Regions from separate parts of the Mus musculus genome. Here region 2 is linked to region 1. The links are chromatin contacts, called in public Hi-C maps. All regions are on one chromosome and are shown on one strand. The core of a region is the stretch at or near the end of the contact, and the rest is flanking DNA. Distances in the headings are between cores, read along the strand shown.

What was found. A called contact is a pair of places that touch in the nucleus more often than the background predicts.
Region 2: a Hi-C map of liver shows a contact between it and region 1, with 2.6 times the contacts expected there. The contact joins two enhancer-like sites. A contact is called at or near these places in 1 of 39 promoter capture datasets (liver), 1 of 15 datasets of contacts at CTCF or cohesin (CD8 T cells), 10 of 484 Hi-C or Micro-C datasets (the C3H10T1/2 cell line, brown adipocytes, liver and 3 more) and 5 of 115 datasets of contacts at active chromatin or transcription factors (CD8 T cells, bone marrow-derived macrophages, liver and 1 more).

What each region holds. Positions count from the first base shown.
Region 1 is chr16:52,332,122-52,337,265 of GRCm38.p6, reverse strand. All of the region lies in intron 1 of Alcam (activated leukocyte cell adhesion molecule), which reads left to right. Gm32597 (a long non-coding RNA gene) reads right to left here. Exons shown (of 6, transcript XR_003951905.1): 2 at 5,086-5,144; 3 at 2,987-3,110; 4 at 2,581-2,653; 5 at 1,111-1,316; 6 at 1-1,008. Among named protein-coding and RNA genes, the nearest start is that of Gm32597, 3.3 kb to the right of the region's middle. Within about 2 kb of position 2,750, at least 10 of the 459 cell types and tissues checked have an H3K27ac peak or open chromatin away from gene starts, as enhancers often do. A contact at or near this core is called in liver and pancreatic cancer cells, where this site is marked.
Region 2 is chr16:52,435,621-52,440,764 of GRCm38.p6, reverse strand. The region is part of intron 1 of Alcam (activated leukocyte cell adhesion molecule); the gene reads left to right. Among named protein-coding and RNA genes, the nearest start is that of Alcam, 15 kb to the left of the region's middle. Within about 2 kb of position 2,049, at least 30 of the 459 cell types and tissues checked have an H3K27ac peak or open chromatin away from gene starts, as enhancers often do. A contact at or near this core is called in liver and pancreatic cancer cells, where this site is marked.

The sequences.
Region 1 (5,144 bases), core at 1,501-4,000:
TCTGTTTCTTGTGCCCAGATGCCCAAGTTGTGCACGGTATTCATACTGTGCAGGATAGCAATAGCCGTCTGAGTCAAATGAATGTCATTTTACAGATGTTTCTGTTCAGTAACACTTAATTTTAACTATACAAGAGTAGTGATGAAGGTTTTATGACAGCATATTGTTATAATTGTTCAAGCAATGCTATCCTTAGATGCTATTGTTAATCTCTTATGGTGCTTGATTTACAATGTAAATTTTATCACCATTATGTGTGTGTGGATATGTACATGGGTGCATGTTTGTGTGTGTGTGTGTGTGTGTGTGTGTGTGTGTGTGTGTGTGTGTGTGTGATTTGCTGTCATCTGAAGATCTATGCATCTCGTAAGAAGTATTAAATACACCTCCAGTTGAGGAGTACTTTTAAAAAATCAAGGCAATATAGAGCATTGCAAAGCAGGAAATATTAATGAAAAGAATATAAGACTAAGAGCTGAAAGATTCATTTTCTTGACTGTGCTCTGACTTCAACACTTAAGATTTTCTAGTCTTCTACATCTTTAATTATACAGTGAGCAACCTACATTAAATAGACTCTAAGTCATGTCTCACTTGAATGTACAATGATTAATTTCCAAACCCTTATGAAAGCACAATAATAAAAATATTTAATAAAGCCAGCATTTTCTTATCATCTACCAACCTCACCCATTCCAGGCACAGCCAAGAGTCCTTGGGAAACACAAATGTCTGAGTAGCCAAAATAAATGCTAATGTTCATGAACTAAGCCTTGTTCTAAGGAAGCTCCAGGGGCCTCTCACTAGGCGTCTGTTTACTCTTTAAATAGCCTCTCTTTTATGTTTGATTATATTGTTTTCAAAGGCCTGGCACTTTAGTGGCAAATTGGAAAGGGACTATGAAGGAACAGACTGGAGAGATATATGGAAACATGCTTTGTAGGCTCGGAACTGCTGTGCAGATGTTTGTGGATGTCATTAGCCGGAGTGACTGGCACCTGGCAGGACCTATGAGAGAAAAGATTAGCCAATCGGGTCAGAAACAGCACAGGAATTCTAAGCTCCTGTTTGGGTGGGCTGCTCAGAACATCAGTGAATAGGTTTACTCACTTTGATCATCTCCAAGGTAGTCCCAGATCTGTAGCCCAGTACACGCTGGTGGAAATGACTGAGTTATCATGGTAAAGCTCCTTCCCAGCCCACATAATATTGGTTGAAGAGATGATGCACTTGGAAATATCCTCATCGTCATGCAGTTTGTCTTGATGTCAGGAAAGCATGTAACCAGCAGCCTGTCCAAACTCAACCTTAAAGAACTAAAGTGCAAGGGACATAAAAGTTTGGACTAAATCATAATTATTTTGGAGATTATATCTACATAGTCCTGAATAGTTAAATATTCCAGGTAGTTTTGAATTGTGAAGTGAATTTTCCGTTATCTCCAGTGAAAGCTATTAAGATAATAATTCATCTTATTACATTTGAGACCTCATGGCCTTCTGCTTGTGGCAGGGTTGTCTCCAACGTGGTTTTACCCTCACAAGCCAATCCATAGGGCTTGCTAGCATCCAAACCATGTGCTATGCTTCAGCAACGGAATAGCATGTTTAATAATTTGTAAGAGAGAGTAATAATCAGTCTGAAGGAAGCAAAATTCACAGCTACAAATGCTTGTCAACAGATGCACAGTCAGGGCCAGTGAGCTGTCTCAGCAGATAAGTGTTCTTGCTGACAAGCTGGATGACCTAAGTTTGCCCCGTAAGACCCATATGGTAGAAGAATAGAACTGAATTCTGCTAGTTGAACTATCACACAATAGTACTCAACACACACACACACACACCTACACACACACACACAGACGTGCGCACACAAATATATATTAAATACAGCCAGTCAGAAATTCAAGCCAAGGTGATTTCAGTGGCATTACTAAGCTGTAACTAGGAAACTCCTATGGTAAATTAAGAAGTCTGACATACTGTCCTCTTTAAGCATTTGTCCACTGAGTTAAGAAAGCAATGAAGTTGCAGATCTCAACAAAATCGACCCTTTACTTTCTTCGTAATGGGGAGTGTGAATCAGAGAACATTTATGCTTTCTGTTCTGTTAGCCAGAAGTTAGGTGTGTTGCAAGAAAGCAAGTATTTAATCATAAACCCTTGATTGTTTGATCTCTTATGCTGGTGTTCTTTCACCTGTAGGCTGACAAGTGATATATCTTGTTGTGTTGCTTAAAAGATTTATTTATTTCTGGTTTTGGTGTGTTCGGGTTTTGTCTGCATGTATGTATGTGGTGTGTGTGTGTGTGTGTGTGTGTGTGTGTGTGTGTGTGTTCATGCTTGTGCATGCCTGCCACCTATTGAAGCCAGCAGAGGGTATGAGATCCCAGGAACTAAAGTTCCGGACAGTTGGGAGCCACCATGAAGGCGCTGAGACTGGAACCCTGGTCCACTGAACGGGCAGCACGTGCTTCTAACCACTGAACCATCATTAAAACACCTGTGGTTGATTTTCAATAAAGATATTTTATCTGTTATTCAACCTCAATGGCAGACATTTCAAAAAGGAATATACACACATGATTGTCAGAGGTGGCCATTCTGGACGCTTGATGCTGTGCTTTGAAAGATCACTTCTCAAAGACAGGGCATCTGAGGAGAGAATACAAAAGTGACTGAGGGGTGAATAGAAGAAAGGCCATCAGTCAGGCAGCTGCAGGTTAGATAGATGGATTGACTTCCAGGCAGACCAGAGCACAGTTTGCTCAATTACCCTTTTGTTCAGCTTGGACAGAGACATCAGAACAGACTAGACTGCTAAGCCTCAGTTACCAGAAACATTCCAAAGACATCGATAAGGATAAAAAAGTAAATCGTTCTATGCTCTCCATACAGGAAATGCACTCTGCGTCATGTTACCCTTGAAGATTTCTAGCAAGTGGCTGGCAACAGTTGTCATTGGCAACTATCTTGGTCATATGTCACCTTGAACTGGTACAGATGCCACACCACTGCAAGGTCTTTACACTTGACACCAGAGACTTGCAGTGTCCTCTGTTGAAACAGAAGTGTTTTCAAAACACTCTGGAGGCGCTAAATTCAGAATTTTCTAGAAAGGAAGAAAAATAAGTATAAATTAAAAGTTTTGACCCCTTGGTCAAAAGCTCCAACTAGTAAACACAAAACTCAAATAAAACAGAGAGGGAATTATTTAAGTTCATCTTTTTCGTTTTTCTCTTTCCATAATCTGAAGCACACAATAAACAGGGCTGGAAAGTGTTAAAGCACTCTACCTTAACAATTTTCATTTAGAAACCCAGGCACCTAACACTGCCTGTGTTAATATTTGCTTTGGACTGTTCTGCGTATTTAGTCTCAAGCTTCCCCAAAGAGCTAACACAAAAGTCCGCATTCCTATTTGCCTAGCTAGTGTGTGATTTCACACACACTCCCACAGAGCCTGTGCATTAGCTGTTCTTCAAGTGAGCAGTGTACTTAGCTATGTTGCGAAATGTGAACTTTGGAGCTTGAGGAGTCAGCAAACGTACTGAAACTCTTATCGATTTTACTTTGGAAACATTCATCCTGTCTCTTTATTTACTATGTCTACCTTTATTTATCCCAACTGCCCTGTTTTCTCACAATTGTATAAGAAATTGGAGTTTCAGGCAGGGTTCTCTAACACTTGGGCTCTCTAACTCTAGCTGTGTTTGGTCCCCATTGCTAGTAACAATAATTATCAACAGCAAAAGCATTTGAACATAACTTCCATCCTCAAAATCACTCACACTTCCCTTTCTTACCTCCACATTCATTGTGGGATAAAAAGCTAAATTCTTTAAGCTTTGCTTCAACCACTTTCTAGATATCTTTCCCTGATTTCTCCCAGCTGTGTTTTCCTCCATTGCTTCTACCTGGACCCAACTCTCAGGCAGCACTGGCTGCACACATGAGAACGTGTGCTCCCAGTTCATTGAGTTTCATCCAGATTTCTTCCACACGACTGAGTTTTCATCTATGAGGACTTAATACAAATGGTCCTTTCAGGGAAATGCCTTCTGCTTCCTATCCATCAGCCCCCTCATCTGCCCTTACAATGCTGGGTGCACTGCTTCTATTACCCTAATAAGTACAAGGCAGGCAGGTGCGGTGGCTAGCATGAGTGAGGACATGGTACCTGACAATTACTTCTTAGCAAAACTTAATGCACAGTTATTTGTTACATTAGTGACAACACTGTGGGATTGATACCATCATTGCCCTTAATTTTATAGCCAGACAATATAAGTACACACTGGTTAACCAACTCCTAGAGATTGTCTGACTTGCTAGGAGGGAAGCTTGGTATAGGCCCACACCATCCTGAGCACATGGACCGTGCTTCAGCTGCTAGTGCAGTCGACTTGTGTTGCCATAGAGAGTGTGTTCATGTGTTTGGAAACTTCCTTCAGATCCTCTCCCCCTCTCTACCCACCCAACTTTTATCTTTTATGAGGTTCCTCCTCACCCTTTCTCTTTCAAACATGCATGTGCGCACACACTAATAATAATAATAATAATAATAATAATAATAATAATAGTGCAAAATGCCCAAATAAGACAAAACAAAAACCTAACTAAATATCATGGAAGTTGGGTTTTTTTGTTTGTTTGTTTGTTTGTTTTCTGTCTGTGTGTGCTGGCCCACTACTTCTGGGTATAGATCCTGATCTAGAGTGTGGCTAATATATCTAGTGACGCCCCATTGAAGAACTGAAGAAAAATGGTTTTCCCTTTGCCTGAAGGTATCAATTTAGGTTAGGGGTGGGACCCTGTGCTCACACCTCTCCTTCTATCTCTGCCTTTGTCTCCATTTCTGGGTCTCTTCCTCTCTCTCTGTTTCTATGTGTCACTCTGTCTCTGTCTTCCCTCCCTCCCTCCCTCCCTCCCTCCCTCCCTCCTTCTCTCCTTCCCTCCTTCACTACCCACCCCTCTCTGCCTCTCTCAGGACTGAAACCTCCTCAGACCTGAACCTGTGAACCAGTGAAAGTCTTGTTTGTGCATGCTACCACACTCTCTGTGAGTTCATCAGCTTGTTGTGTTACCTTGAGTCATCTTTGAGTCATCTTTTACCTCTGGCTCTTAAAATCTTTCCCCCTCTTCT
Region 2 (5,144 bases), core at 800-3,299, 100 kb before region 1:
TTTATATTTATTTATCTAGAGGAGAAATCTGGTATCATGGCACACATGGAGTCCAGAGAACAACAGAAAGGAATCAGTTTTCTCTTCATATCATGTAGGTCCTCAATATGGAGTTTTGGTCATCAGACTCGGTGGTGCATTTTCTTACTACCTTATCTATCTTCCACGGGCATATTTTAAATAACAATATATATTCTCATATGAATCAAAGTAACTTTAAATTAAACATAGTTTCTTTGAGAAATTTAGGAAATTTAGAAAAAAAAATTTAAAAAACTTATGAACACTTGGGAGACAGAGATAGTCAGGTCTCTAATACTTTGCAGCCAGCCTGGTCGACATACACATTTATGGGACAGCCAGTGCTACATAGGGAGACCCTGTCTCAAACAAATAATAAGGTAAAATGAAAGCAAAAATCATTGTCCCATTGTAAAATGTGTTAATGATGAGTTAAAACAAATGGCACCTCATTTGTCTGTTTTCAAATATCAATCCAGATTAACAGAATAAACAGCTTAGATAAATAGGCAAATGCTCTTGCAAAAACATTCTTCTGTTTTGCATGGTCTGTTTATTAATGTCAGGTTATTTGTGTCTGTAGGTTTCTGAAAAGTCAAACTAAGTATATTTCTATTTCCGATTAGCAGCACATGACTAGAATTAGCAAAGAATGCCTGAAATTCATTTTTTTCTATTTTTTTAAGTTTTAGTTTATATTTTCTTAGTGTGTGTGTGTGTGTGTGTGTGTGTGTGTGTGTGTGTGCATCTAAATACAAGTGTAGTTGCCTATGAGGACAACTTGCTGGAGTCAGAGATTTCATGAGCAAATTAATCAGTCATGTGGGCACATAAACACATTTACCCCTAAAACTTATCAAATATAGTACAATAAAATATGAGTTGGGAAAAAAAAATCTGATGTTACAATTTGCAAATGAATTGTAATGAAGACTGAAAAGCAAACCTTCAGAAAATACACAAGACTGGACATGTTGGGTAAGGCCTATGGTCCTAACACTGGAGCTGCTGAGGAAGGAACTGGTTTAAGGCCTGTCTGTAAAATAAAAGGTAGGCTATCTCAGTGCACAGAGGCTGCTGCCACCAAGCCTGTCTGGTTAGGAAAGTTGCTTTTTTCTGTTCTGAGTTGACTTCACAGAGGCTCAGGTCGTCCTCAGTGCTTAAACAGAGGCTAGGATCTGGATTTATTCATAAGTAGAACTTAATTAAATCATTTTCAGGAGCTAAGAGCATTACTCCTCACACTGAGTTTTTGTATAGTTTTCTATTTTCTGCACACTTTATTCTTATCTCTTTCCTCTGTTTCCCATGATTCCCCGCGCTAGCCTTTAGACCTTGATTCCTCATCCCAGAGCAAACATCTGTTTGTGTTTCCTTGAGAATGGTGGAGCTTTCTTTTAAAACGCTAGAGTTTCATGTAAACTTAAGTTAGATTCCCCATTACCAAGCTAGAGACACTTGTGGGCACAGTTATGCAGACAAGATAGGTAAGAAATGACACCTTTCTTCTCTTTGTTAAGCTCAGTGGCTACGGTTCCAAATGCTTTCGTTCCAAACTTCATACTTTGACCCGGAAGCAATCAAAGGCAGTCTGAGCAAATTAACCAGTGAACGTTATCTTTTCCAAGTTTCAATCTGCCTGTACTTAAAATCGTATTAATTGATGAAAGTTCAAGCTGATAAAGTGTTAGTTGCCTTCTTATTTTTACCATGGCTCACTTTCTGAAATAGAAGTTTGGTGATCTCTCCATGAGAGGCTAGAATAACTTGGGAGTAATTGTGTTTTCCACAGTGGTAGGCAGTAGTAGTCACTCTGGATGCTTCCAAGTGAGGTTATTACAGGAATGTCAGGAGGAAATAAAAATATAGTAAAGAATTCCATTTTCCTACAAAAAAAAAGGTAGAGAAAAGAGATAAAGAAAGAAAAAGAGAGAGAGAAACTTGAAACAGCTCAAGCACTTGAAATGTAAAGTCCTCTTTGTTTACTTTTTCTTGATTATTTTGCCTTCTGAAAATATTGCCCAATCTGTTAGCTTTTCCGCTTTAGATGTTTCAGGACATCTAAAAGAGTGTACTAGTGACTTAACTGCAGGCTTAGTGTGCATATTCACGAACCCCAAATCTGTATTATTAAAGGGTTTTTTTTCACACGTAATAAAATGAAAAAAAAAACTTAGAAAACTGACCTTATGCAAACATTCCATGTACCTCATTACTCAGTGGCTTAACTAGGAAACACATAAAGTGAATGTTGATTTATCGCTGTTGTGTCTATAATGAATCTGAATCATAGAAGCTTCCTGGCTACTCAGTGATTGATGATATGGTGACAGGAAAGATTGGAGGAGGAACAAAAGACTCGGCTTAGTTCTTGTACTTAGTTGGGTTAGTCACTGTGGTTTTTTTTTTTCTTCTCAAAGTATTGTTCAACAGTGATATTAGACTGTAGCCTAGTTGGCTCTCTTCCATGGTAATTGTGTGATTTTCTTCCTCTGCCATATAAAAATAATCACTTCATCATCTCGGTTCCGTATTATTTGCACTTTATTTGCCCTCATAACTATGTATTATTAAGAGCTAACCATGGAAAGCTTTACAGATTGAGATACGGAGTGAGAGTGGACCATAAATAAAATAATTGAAATATTGAAATAAAAAAAATGTTACAAGCAGAGTGTGAAATTAGATTAGACAAGGAGTGGAGTAAGCTCTTCCTTATACCATACTAAAGCTACATATTTTTAAATGATTTGCCATTTTTCTCTTTAAGACAGGGGCTTGCTATGTAGCCCAGGCTGGCCTGGACAATGCTGTTGCACAATCTCCTTAGAGTTGCAATTACTAGCACGTGCCTCTACTTCTAGCGAAATAATTTTTTCACCATGCTTTACTGCATTTTTCACAATTTAAATAAAGCTGTATACAAGTTGGAGTTGGCTTGCAAAGAAATACTACAACTAATTAAACGTAATACCTGTCTGTAAGGAAGAAAGCCTGGAGAAGGGAGGGAAGGAGAATAACGGGCTGATAACAGCTAAAAATCCATTTGGCAGATGAAAGCAAAAGCTAGTCCTTTGACGTAGTTTGACACTTTTCAAAGAAAGATCAGGCGCCACTATTTTTTTTTATAACACTGCCAAATATGATAGTCACTTTTCTACCTGAAATATTTTCTATTGTAGCATACTCTGGGTAAAAATTTTTATAATTATTTTCAACTTAGGAATTCATATGAAAGAAGAATATCATTGATAAATTTAGTGAGAGTGCCCTTGTATTCCTTAACCATAAAGTAGTTAGAATGGAAGGTTACAATTTTTAGTTCTGCGGATTTGCCTTGATGATTGAGTCGTTGAACCTAAAGGTTCATGACTACAGAAATACTTACTTAAGAAAACATACCAGCACCTGACCAATACAGATGCAGATACTCACAGACAACCATCAGACTGAGCTCGGGAAACCCCAATGGAAAAGCAAGGGGAAGGACTGAAGGAACTGAAGGGGATTGCAACCTCAGAGGAAGAACAATATCACCTAACCGGACCAGAGATCCCAGAGACTAAACTAGGAACCAAGGAGTATACCTGGAGGGATTCATGGCTGCAGATACCTATGTAGCAGAGGATGGCCTTATCTGGCATCAATGGGAGTAAAGGCCCTTGGTCCTGTGGAGGTTTGGTGCTGCAGTGTAGGGGGATACTAGAGTGGTGAGGCGGAAGTGGGTGGGTGGGTGGAGGAACACCCTCATAGAGGCATAGGGAAAGGGGAGAGGGGAGATGGGATGGAGAAGTTGTGTAACAGGGAAGGGGGATATCATTTGAAATGTAAACAAATAAAATGATTACTAAAAACATTAAAAATTATTTTGAATACGGAACCATGTATTTCTTATTTGTTCGTTTTAGCTGTAGAGTGGGTTCATTTCTAACTTTATTCTTAGATTCTAAATGGTTTACACAACACCCTGTGGCTCTTGACTCTTACAGATTTACAAACAAGAGGCTTCATTGGGAAATGTTTTCAAAAGAAAGAAATAAAGAAGGTGTGGAGTTGAGTGAATGGGGGTAATGCAGAGGTTCTAGGGGAAGAAGGAGAAGCAGAAACAGTGATCAGAGTATACTGTATGAAAAATTATTTTCAATAAAAATAGAATTTATATAGTATGAATGAAATGACTCTATTAAGAGAAAAAGAAAGAAAAAAATCTAAAACAAGTTACATAACTGGGCAGGCCCCATGCTGTCTCTAAGTCTATTTTTTTATCTGTACCGAGAAAAGAATAATAGTAATTACTGGAGATGTTTGTTGAAAGACCAAGGTGAGATAATGTTTAGAAAGTGATTAGCAAAGTGAAGGCAAGTAAGACCCGCTTCAGGATGCTGTCTATTGTTGTTTTTACTTCCATTGTTATTAACATCTTTAGTAGAATGTTGTAGTATAATAGGCCTTCTAAGGAGAGGTTAGATATTCAATGTACTCAACCATAATAGGAAAGAAGGGGACTGGTACAAAGTAGAAAATTGTACTGTTATAATTATGTTTGTCCTTAGTTACTAAACTATAAAAAGTAAGAAAAACAGAGTGGCAGAATTATGTGCATTTCTTTGATGATACCAAACAAAGAGTGGAGGACATTCAAAAACAAACTCATTACATGTTTGCCTATACAAATCCCCCACATACACACACACACCACCACCAACACACAAAACAGTTACGTTTACTCATCAAAGGATGCCTGGGAATAAGTATTTCTTAACTCTAAAATATTTCATATCATTGTGATGTTTAAATTTTTCTATTCTTTAAAAAAACTATAAATATCAAAATTATTGTCAAAGTGTTACTACCAAGAGTATAGACAGCAATATTTTCTCCAGGACTAATGTATTTATTTTAAATTAAAAAAAAATCAGGACACATGTAGGTAGAATCCTGTAAATATTTTGATGACAAATCATACACATTTTTGTTACTTCTTTTTCCTTTCTTTCCTAAGACATGTGTTAACATTCTGACTTAAATTTAAAGACAGAATTGAAGTGATTCTTCATTTTCATAAGTATTTAAATATTTAGTCCTGTAAGATGGGGCTGCTTAGATGACTTTTTGATTGGTTA